Regions from separate parts of the Mus musculus genome. Here regions 2 and 3 are each linked to region 1. Evidence: chromatin contacts called from public promoter capture Hi-C data. All regions are on one chromosome and are shown on one strand. The core of a region is the stretch at or near the end of the contact, and the rest is flanking DNA. Distances in the headings are between cores, read along the strand shown.

The links. Promoter capture Hi-C pulls out the DNA fragments that hold promoters and counts their contacts. Capture Hi-C pulls out chosen DNA fragments and counts their contacts.
Region 2: a promoter capture Hi-C map of 3T3-L1-derived adipocytes shows a contact between it and region 1, with 5 times the contacts expected there. The contact joins the promoter of Bcl2l15 here to the promoter of Phtf1 in region 1. A contact is called at or near these places in 15 of 39 promoter capture datasets (the 3T3-L1 cell line, 3T3-L1-derived adipocytes, the C10 cell line and 8 more), 1 of 15 datasets of contacts at CTCF or cohesin (the NIH/3T3 cell line), 9 of 484 Hi-C or Micro-C datasets (the 3T3-L1 cell line, the AML12 cell line, B cells and 4 more), 8 of 115 datasets of contacts at active chromatin or transcription factors (the 230-238 cell line, the SCID.adh cell line, bone marrow-derived macrophages and 3 more) and 4 of 9 other capture datasets (adipose tissue, liver, macrophages and 1 more).
Region 3: a contact with region 1 is called in a promoter capture Hi-C map of liver. The contact joins the promoter of Olfml3 here to the promoter of Phtf1 in region 1. A contact is called at or near these places in 7 of 39 promoter capture datasets (the 3T3-L1 cell line, 3T3-L1-derived adipocytes, the HPC-7 cell line and 3 more), 4 of 484 Hi-C or Micro-C datasets (the C2C12 cell line, CD4 T cells, peritoneal macrophages and 1 more), 4 of 115 datasets of contacts at active chromatin or transcription factors (the 230-238 cell line, embryonic stem cells, large pre-B cells and 1 more) and 2 of 9 other capture datasets (adipose tissue and liver).

What each region holds. Positions count from the first base shown.
Region 1 is chr3:103,966,994-103,969,944 of GRCm38.p6, reverse strand. Phtf1 (putative homeodomain transcription factor 1) reads right to left here and starts at 1,687. Exons shown (of 19, transcript NM_013629.2): 1 at 1,158-1,687; 2 at 815-890; 3 at 135-191. The coding sequence starts at 859. It overlaps Phtf1os (putative homeodomain transcription factor 1, opposite strand), which reads left to right and starts at 1,629. Exons shown (of 1, transcript NR_030676.1): 1 at 1,629-2,951.
Region 2 is chr3:103,831,183-103,834,127 of GRCm38.p6, reverse strand. It overlaps Bcl2l15 (BCLl2-like 15), which reads right to left and starts at 1,432. Exons shown (of 4, transcript NM_001142959.1): 1 at 1,161-1,432; 2 at 651-772. The coding sequence starts at 1,296.
Region 3 is chr3:103,736,583-103,739,395 of GRCm38.p6, reverse strand. Olfml3 (olfactomedin-like 3) reads left to right here and starts at 1,395. Exons shown (of 3, transcript NM_133859.2): 1 at 1,395-1,574; 2 at 2,159-2,444; 3 at 2,733-2,813. The coding sequence starts at 1,461.

The DNA of each region.
Region 1 (2,951 bases), core at 438-2,937:
CATTACCCATGCGCTGCCGGCTTCCTTGTAAGACTCGGAGGGTAAAAGAATGCATACTTGGTGGATAAATGCAAGTGTGATCCTCTCTTCTCTTTAAAGCAGTAACAAAGCTAGAATCAAAGAAATCAATTTACCTTAATCTGAGTCTGTTCGATTGACTTTTCCCATATCTGCTGATCATATGCTCCAATCTGAAACAAGGAGCAGGCTATTTAAATGATGCAAAGGCAATCTTTGTATCTAAGTCAAACCTCACAAGGCCATGAATCTATTAAATATGGTATCTGGAAAGTGGGTTTCTTACATATTAAGTTCATATTCCCCAGGGATGTTTTAAAAAAAAAGAAAGAAAAAAAAAAAAAGGCTGAATCTAAAAAGTGAAAAAAGCAACCCTCCAAATATTTTACACTAAAGATCACCTAAAATTCCACTCCCTGAAGAAAGCATCAATGGGAATCAGAGAGGAAGAAAAGGTAAGGAGCAGCTCAATCAGACGATAGTAACAATCTGAGCCATGCAGATAAGGATTTCATTCTTGTCTTTATAAAAAAAAAAAAAAATTAAAAGACTGATAATTTGCAAAAGCAAAGCATTGTAGTAGTTCGTGTATGCTGCCTTGAGAAAGGTGACTTACAGCTCACTTCCTAGAACCTAAAACTGTGTTTATAATGACTTTGCACATCATTTTTTATAATTATGTTGAGATGTTATATAAGAACATGTGATATTACCAAACTTAAGGAAAGTTAACAATATTCTTTAAGGGAGTTTTTTGCAGGGAGTATGGTTTACAAACAAAAACTACTGTTGTTACCTTCTTCTGATACCATGATATAGCATCTCTCTCATTTGAGGCCATCTGTGTCTCCAGCCAGAGAAATGGGATCTCACTGAAAACGAAGGAAATATCTCGGTAAGTCCAGTTGTTTCAGGTCATTGTCCCGTTTGGGGGTATGGCTTAAAATCTGCTTCTCTCAGTCTCTCCATTAGCTAGCTGCTCTTACTCAGGGTGTTCGCCAGAAAGAGGTGGGGGGAGGGGGAAATAGGCGAAACAGCATCCGAGAAGCCTCTGCACCACCCAGCACAAGAATGGATGCGGGGACAGCAAGTACCCGAGCTGGCCTCCCGCGCCCTCTGCCTCCCCGCGGCCGGCTCACCTGGTGCCCGCTGCCAGGCAGGCTGCCGGCCGGGCCCCCGCTGCTCAGTGACCCCCGCCGGACCGAGAGGCCGGGGGCGAGGCGGCGGGCCCGGCAGGCCGCATCTTCCCCCAGAGGCCCGGCCGTCCGCCTGGCCGTTACCATGGAGACCGCGGCGGCCAGCCCTGCCCCGGAGGCAGCCCAGCGTCCTGCGCCGGGAGGAGCGCAGCCTGCAGCCACAGACGCCCGACCTAGGCGGCCACAGAACAGGCCATGGGAGAAGCCAGGAGCCAACTGGGGAATGAGCAGAAGGAAGCGGGAAGGGTGCCTTCGCCAGCCACCTCGGCACCCGCAAGGGCTGGGTGCCCGGCTGGAAGCCAGCAGACGGCCCCGGGCCGGAGCAACGGCGCGCGTCCTCCGTGAGGGACGGGCCGCAGCTCCACAAGCTCTCGATGCGATCGGCCGCTTCCGCCTTCCGGCTCCGCCCCCGGCCGCCTTCCCGCCGCTCTGGCTGCCCGGAGGAAGAAGCCGACAGCCGCCTCGCGTGTAACCCTCGACGCTTAACGGAAAGTCACCTCAGAAACGACCCTCCCAGTACCCGTCGGTCCCCGGGAGGCTGGTCCCGATGTTCCAGAGGTTCCTGTGCGGGTCTGTAGCATTTAGCGTGGTGTTTACTTCATGTCCTTGTCTCCTTTGGGGGGACGAGACTAGTGCAGGGCACGAGCCTTCGCTCGAGTTCTCCGTTCTTGTTGGATGGACAAATGTTGGTGAATTTGCGCGGCCTGGAACGCGGACAGGCTGCCTGTGGCCCAGTGGTTCCTCCTTCGGCTCTCGGCAGCTCTGGGACAAAGGCTTTCTGCTGCCCACACAACACTAAGGGGATGCACAGGGCTCGGACTGCACTGGGACTTCCCCCAAATCGGAGAAAATGGCTGTTTATAGTGATTTAAAGAGAGGTCCAGAGAAAGGGCAACTGCACTCTAATGTAAATATAAATATGTATACCCACAGGGTTTCTAAGCTGTTCTTGTCTCTACACATTTGTGTGCACCTTAGTGGTTTGTTTCCAGGGGCCACTGTCTTGAACTTATTAAAAGCTAAGTCCTTTCTTGCCCTAGGCACTAAGCATTTAGTTGATGTAAGGCTAAAAATGGGTAATAGTTACCACTTAGGCAGTCTCCAGCCATTAAAACAGCATCAAATGAAAGTTATCCATACTGTGAAACGACTAAAATGTTAACACCCATAGGAATTATTTTTAAAAATTGCCTCACCCATTGGCAGTGATCCCCACTGTATACCCCTTAACTGTTCAGGGTTAAATAAAAAGCTGTTGAGCCTTAACAGCCCCTTCAGTGCTGCTGGACAGTGGAGCTCAAGGCAACAACCAACTCATTTTGGTAAATGACCTCAAAAAATTACTGTTAAGACCTAAATTTAACACTAATAACAAAAGCATTTGGCTTCATTGCCAAACACACGAGAGGTTTTCTGGGCTGTGGCTGTACTTTGAGGAATAGAATTGGTGGTACAGCTGCAAATTATTTTTCAGGAACCCTGGTAAAAATTTTCAGTGTTTTATTAGGATGCTGCTGTGTAAGGCCAAGCTTTGAACCCCCCAAAAAACATTCAGGCCCCAGCTCCCAGTAATGAACTGTCATTTTAGGAAATTGACTTAACAAGTCTGTTTTCTCACCAGTGTTGTGGAGATAATTAACCCCCTCCTATCTATGAGAACTGATGAAATACTGAGACCCTTCTAAGACCTAAATGCTGTCAGGACAGGCACTTCAACTACAGAGTTCACACAAAACT
Region 2 (2,945 bases), core at 183-2,682, 140 kb after region 1:
GTGCTATTGCCAGTAATCAGAGTTCTGATGAGAAGCCAGCAAGCTCCTTTAAGAGGTTAACTCTAATTGCATCAGATTTCTAAACTATGCAATATTTCTGAATCTTACTGCTAGACCCTGGGATAAGGGGAAGAGCCCACTCCCAACAAAATTAAGCACTAAAAATATGAATAATGGAATAAAGATACTAGCCACACTAGCCTGGTGACCCGAGTTCAATCTCTTAAACCTACACAAAGGTGGAAAGGGAGAATTCCACAATATTGTCCTCTGGCTTCCACAGACATGCAGTGGCACATGTGTCCCCCTCCCCACATCATACAGTAATAGTAATAATTAATAATAACAAATATACATAAAAGATTATTTTCAAAGAATAGTTAACTATGAACATGATCTATGCACACAAAGGGCAGCTCTGATAAAGATGAGTTCCTTCTATAGTACTGGGTTTTTATTAATGTCTGAAGAATTAGCAATCACATTTCCCTCTATAGCTTCTTGAACAAACATATACCTCCAAATCCTCACAGAATATTTCTATTTTTAGTATACAGAAACAGGGAAGGAAGGAAGGAAGGAAGGAGGGAGGAAATTAAAGCTTGAAATAGAATAGAACAGCAAACAACATTAAAAAGCAAAAATCTGACCTGTCCTCCAATGGTTACCGCAATGATATTATTGGCAGAAGCTTCCAGCTCTCCATTGAACTGATCACCCAGTATTCGAAGGCGGCCAACAATGATAGCCACATCAAAAGAGTAATCCTCTCCTAAGACAGGGAAAACATGTTCACCATGTTGAAGGAACGGAAAGTCTCCTGAATCCCAGCAAAACAGAAATGTTCTATAGTTGGTCCCCCCCCACCCCCCACCCCACCCCCCACCCCCGAGAGAGAGGGTTTCTCTAGGTACCCCTTGCTGTCTACTCACTCTGTAGACCAGGCTAGCCTCTGCTACTTTTGCAATTCTTTTAAACAGTTTTGTCATTGTCTATTCTCAGTAGTAGCAGTCATATAATCTTCTCTATTGAGAAGATCCTTTATTTCAAATGTTGCTAAAAGTTTAGGACTCGCTTTTTAAAGCTTGAGAGGAACTAGAGGAAGCAGACTCTGGTTCTATTACCCACCTGTAATCACCACCTCAGATTAGGAGCCTTACCTGAGCATGGTTCATCTGCACCCGATAGGTTCCGGTTAGCAGCGTGGGATAGTGGGGTCCTGAAGTCTTTGAGTAGAGAATTCACGATGCATTCTGTTTGCTCCTCAAAAGTCCGAGGGTTTTTCATTTTAGACATTCTCCACAAAGCTTAGCAGGAAGTTAGAGAACCTGGCAAACCAGTTGTGGCTGCCTACCTCTTATTGCTTCCTAATTGGATATGTCCTAAAATAGTTCCCATTAACTTTCCAAATGAAACTGCTCAAAGGGGATGACAAAGACTTTGCAGTTCCTTATCTCAGAACCACACCCTTGCCAGTATGTAAGAGTAATGGATAGCTCTTACAGATAAACTATCTATAGCTGAAATAAACTGAAGAGGTAAGTTGAGCAATTGTAATGAATTGAAGAAGGTTCTCTTGAGTAATTTAAGAAATACTTCCTGCTAGGTTCTGTAACTGATGTAATTTCAAGGGAGGTGAGATACCAGAGGTCAACTTCTGACTTGGGCATCCCTTTGGCACAATTAGACAAATTATTTACTGAACATTTGTATGTAGAAGACTATACTTGGCACTATAGACAACACAGAAAATGACACAGGCATGGCTCCTTGTGAAGTGTACATTTCAGCAGAAATGGCAGCTACTGACAAATCACAGAGCTTCTTGTGCCCTTGAGATACGGTGGATGAGGAGAGGACAAAAGCCAATAGGCTGGGGAAGCTGCCTTACAGTAGTGACATCTGAGGCTAGGGATTTATTAGGCAAAACTAACATAAAATAAAATAAGTAAAGGACTAAGACTCGTGGAAGGCTGGCAAAGATAAAGGCCAGGACAGTGGAGGAAAAACCCTGGTTGGGCATTTGAGTAATTAAAGTAACAAGATATTTCAAAGGGAAATTATACAAATTAAGATAACACTATCTGAAATGATCTGACAATGTCTGGTATGTGGCAAATGGTAAATATCCTTTGTTTAGCTCAAAGCTTAGTAATCAGGAAACCGTGATTCATTCTTTAACAAGAAGTTTGTCCTGAAGTATTAAACTTCATTATTGTTTTTAGGAGAACTCAGGCTTGAACACTCGCCTGCAGTGGCTGCCTGATCTACAGAGTGAGTTCCAGAACAGCCAGGGCTGCACAGAGAAACCCTGTCTCAAAAACACAGAAAATAAGATTTGAAAATATTTCTCTTTTGCCCAGATTCCCATTCCTTCAAGCACAGCGGTGCCCTATTCTCAAATCTGGGCTTGGCTTCATTAATAAGGCAGCCTCTAGCTGGAGAGACTTTGTGGTCTGGGTCTCAGATACATCATTCTAACCTACCAGCAAACCTAACACCCACATTTCTCTTTTCCAGTAAAATAAACAGCTTCAATTGTAACAGTAAGAAATTCAAGCATCAACAGTAGGTCAGTTATTCAGAATGGGATTTCTATCCTGCAACATAGTCAGAAGCAATATTCTATTTTCTGCCCATTCTAAATGAATGAATGAATGAACAAAAGAACAAATATAGACAGACAGATAGACGGATGCCACACCCACTCGAGTGAAGTCTGCGTGACAGGCCTGAAGGCTTGGACGCCTGAAGGCTTGGACGCCGTCCTGAGGCAAAGAGTTTCACGGAAACTCAGGCTCCTGGAACCTTGGCAGGAATGCTCCAAACCTGTCCCTGCATTAGTCAGTGAATGGGTCTGTGTATGTTCTTTCAGTATTTTATTATAGGTGCCTCCAAGAAATGATTTTACTAAAACCTAAATCAGGTTGAACTCTACTGTCTGG
Region 3 (2,813 bases), core at 146-2,645, 230 kb after region 1:
TGATTTCTAACTCCAGCTGCAGGGTGCATACCCACACAGACACATAATGAACTCTTAAAAACAAGAAGAACCTCTGATCCAATTTCTCTTGATTCCAAAGTGAACAAAATTTTCTCCTGAAAAGAAACTGGAATTTGTCTAGATTAATCACTGCAGGCCCCTTTGTAAATGCTGCATATTTGACTTCTTCTGATGTATGTTCCTGCCTAGCTCCCCTGTAGCTTTAGCTGGATAGAAAGGAGGAACATGGGCTGGAGAGAAGGCTTAGTAGTTGAGTGTACTGTTCTTTCAGAGGAGAGGGGCTCAGTGCTCAGGAACAATAGGCAGCGCACAATCTCCTAAAATTCAGCTCTGGAAGATCTGACGTCCTCGTCTGGTCCCCACGGATACCTGTATCCCATGCAGATACCTGTATACAGACACATAAAAGCATATGTAACTGAAAAACCAAATTTTTTTTTACTTAATTTTAAAGAAATGAGAGATACTTACAAATGCCCTACTGAACCATAACCAAGAAAGGCGATCAATAGTCTGTTCTCTCCCAGTGATAGGAAGGTCAGAATATATTTGTTTTCCTTTAGACTATGTTGTACATATTTTTTTTTTCAGGTTTCTCCCCTAAATCCATGAATGTAAACTAGCATGTCCTTGCTGCACCCTCCTATTTGGGAAATACCTGGAAAGTCATGTCAAGGATATTTAAGTCAGCTAGCTTAAAACAAAAACAAAAAACCCCACCTCCCATTTCTCAACAACCTCCAGTTTTGTTTCTATTCCTTTCCTTGGGCTAAATCAGAGATTTGGTACTCCATAGGGAGCCCTGTGATTTGGCTTGCTTAGGTTGAGATTCTCCACACGGTGAAGTCCTCGCCTGATTTCTTTGCCATGGGAGATGGCCCCAGAATGCTCAGCACAAGGTGGCGCCAATGAGCTATAGAAAGTTGACTTCCCTTTGCCCCAACCCCCATCCCCTCAAACCTCATCTCCTGTGTTTCTGGCTTCACTGAACAAGGCAGAAAATCCATTCTGTTATTTCTGGAGAAGGGATAGGTTAATGAAGGGTGCTGGGTTCTTACCGAGTCAGCACTGGAAGCCCTCTCCTAAAACGAATGGAGTTTGCTGAGTTTTCCGGGGGTCTCGGCTTCCTGCAACTTGCTCATTTTTCAGAAGGCCTCTGCCTCCAGATTGCCATCTCTCCCCTTTCCGGAGGAGCTCACAAGTCTAAGTTGCTGGTAGTTAAGGCTTCTGGCGACTGTGCAAAGGGGCCATCTGTGTTTGATCAGGCCAGGCGGGAAGGAGGGGGTGGGGGTTGTAAAGAGACTGAAAGCATTCCAGAGTAGTGAGAGACACCAGAGATGGGAAGGAGGAGGCCCCGCCCCCGCCCCGCCCCCAGAGCTAACGGGCTGGAGGGAAAGAGGCCGAATGCACACACTCCTCTGGCCCCACTTAAGGCTGCCATGGGGCCCAGTGCTCCTCTGCTGCTCCTCTTCTTTTTGTCATGGACGGGACCCCTTCAGGGACAGCAGCACCACCTTGTGGAGTACATGGAACGCCGACTAGCTGCCTTAGAGGTGAGGGACTTGTTTCTCTTCTCACCCAGGATGAGTCCACATCTATAGGTGCAACTAGCTGTCAGGGCTCTGGGAGTGACAAGATCGGGTTGTGTAAGAAGTCCTTAATGACGAGTAGCCTCTTAACTACAGACTTTTATTTCCCCAACATAAGACAATTGCCCAGCAAATAAACGCAACACGGCTCCCTCAGATTAGATGGAATAAGGGGGCAGGGGAAATGAGAGTCAGAATCGGGCTGCATCTATGCTGCTATACTGTTCAAGTTTCCCAGGCAATCTGCCTGCAACTTCCTGTCCGTTTCTTCCCCGCACCCCACATCTACTCCCTTTTGGACAATTTGAAGTCTGTAGCATCCTAATTTCCTGGAGGCTCAGATCACTGAGAACGCAAGGTGAAGGACTCTTATTCAGGCAAATTAAGCCAGGTTCCTCGGATGGGATGGTACCACTGACTAGTCTCCTCTGCTGTGGGAGCATGGCTGAGCTGGTCCCTTTCCTGGCCCTGACTCCCTGGCTGGGCCTCTGCTTGTCTGGGAGCTATAAACCTGCAACCCACCCTTCCTGACTCCCCGATCCCTTCAGGAACGGCTGGCCCAATGCCAGGATCAGAGTAGTCGGCATGCTGCCGAGCTTCGGGACTTCAAAAACAAGATGTTGCCTCTCCTGGAGGTGGCAGAGAAGGAGCGGGAGACCCTCAGAACTGAAGCAGACTCCATCTCAGGAAGAGTGGACCGTCTTGAAAGGGAGGTAGACTATCTGGAGACACAGAACCCAGCTTTGCCCTGTGTAGAGCTGGATGAGAAGGTGACTGGAGGTCCTGGAGCCAAAGGCAAGGGCCGAAGAAATGAGAAATACGATATGGTGACGGGTAAGTGATCTCACAGAGGTCCAGACAGTTTCAGAACTCCCCTTTCCTGCTTTTCTTCTTGTCCCAAGCCACCATAGCTCTATCTTTCAGAATGACACATTCATTGAGAGTTTCTAGAGGCCTGTCCTTTATCGGTACTCCATCTCTCAACCCTCCGTGAGTGGACACATGCACGGAAAAGTGTGTCTCTGTTCCCCAGGTGGCCCACTCTGGGGGAAGTTCCTGTTATACACATCTAACTCTTGGCCTCTGTTTCCTTCTCCTGTGCTTTCTCCTCTTCCCCACCAGACTGTAGCTACACAGTCGCTCAGGTGAGGTCAATGAAGATCCTGAAGCGGTTTGGTGGTTCAGTTGGCCTATGGACCAAGG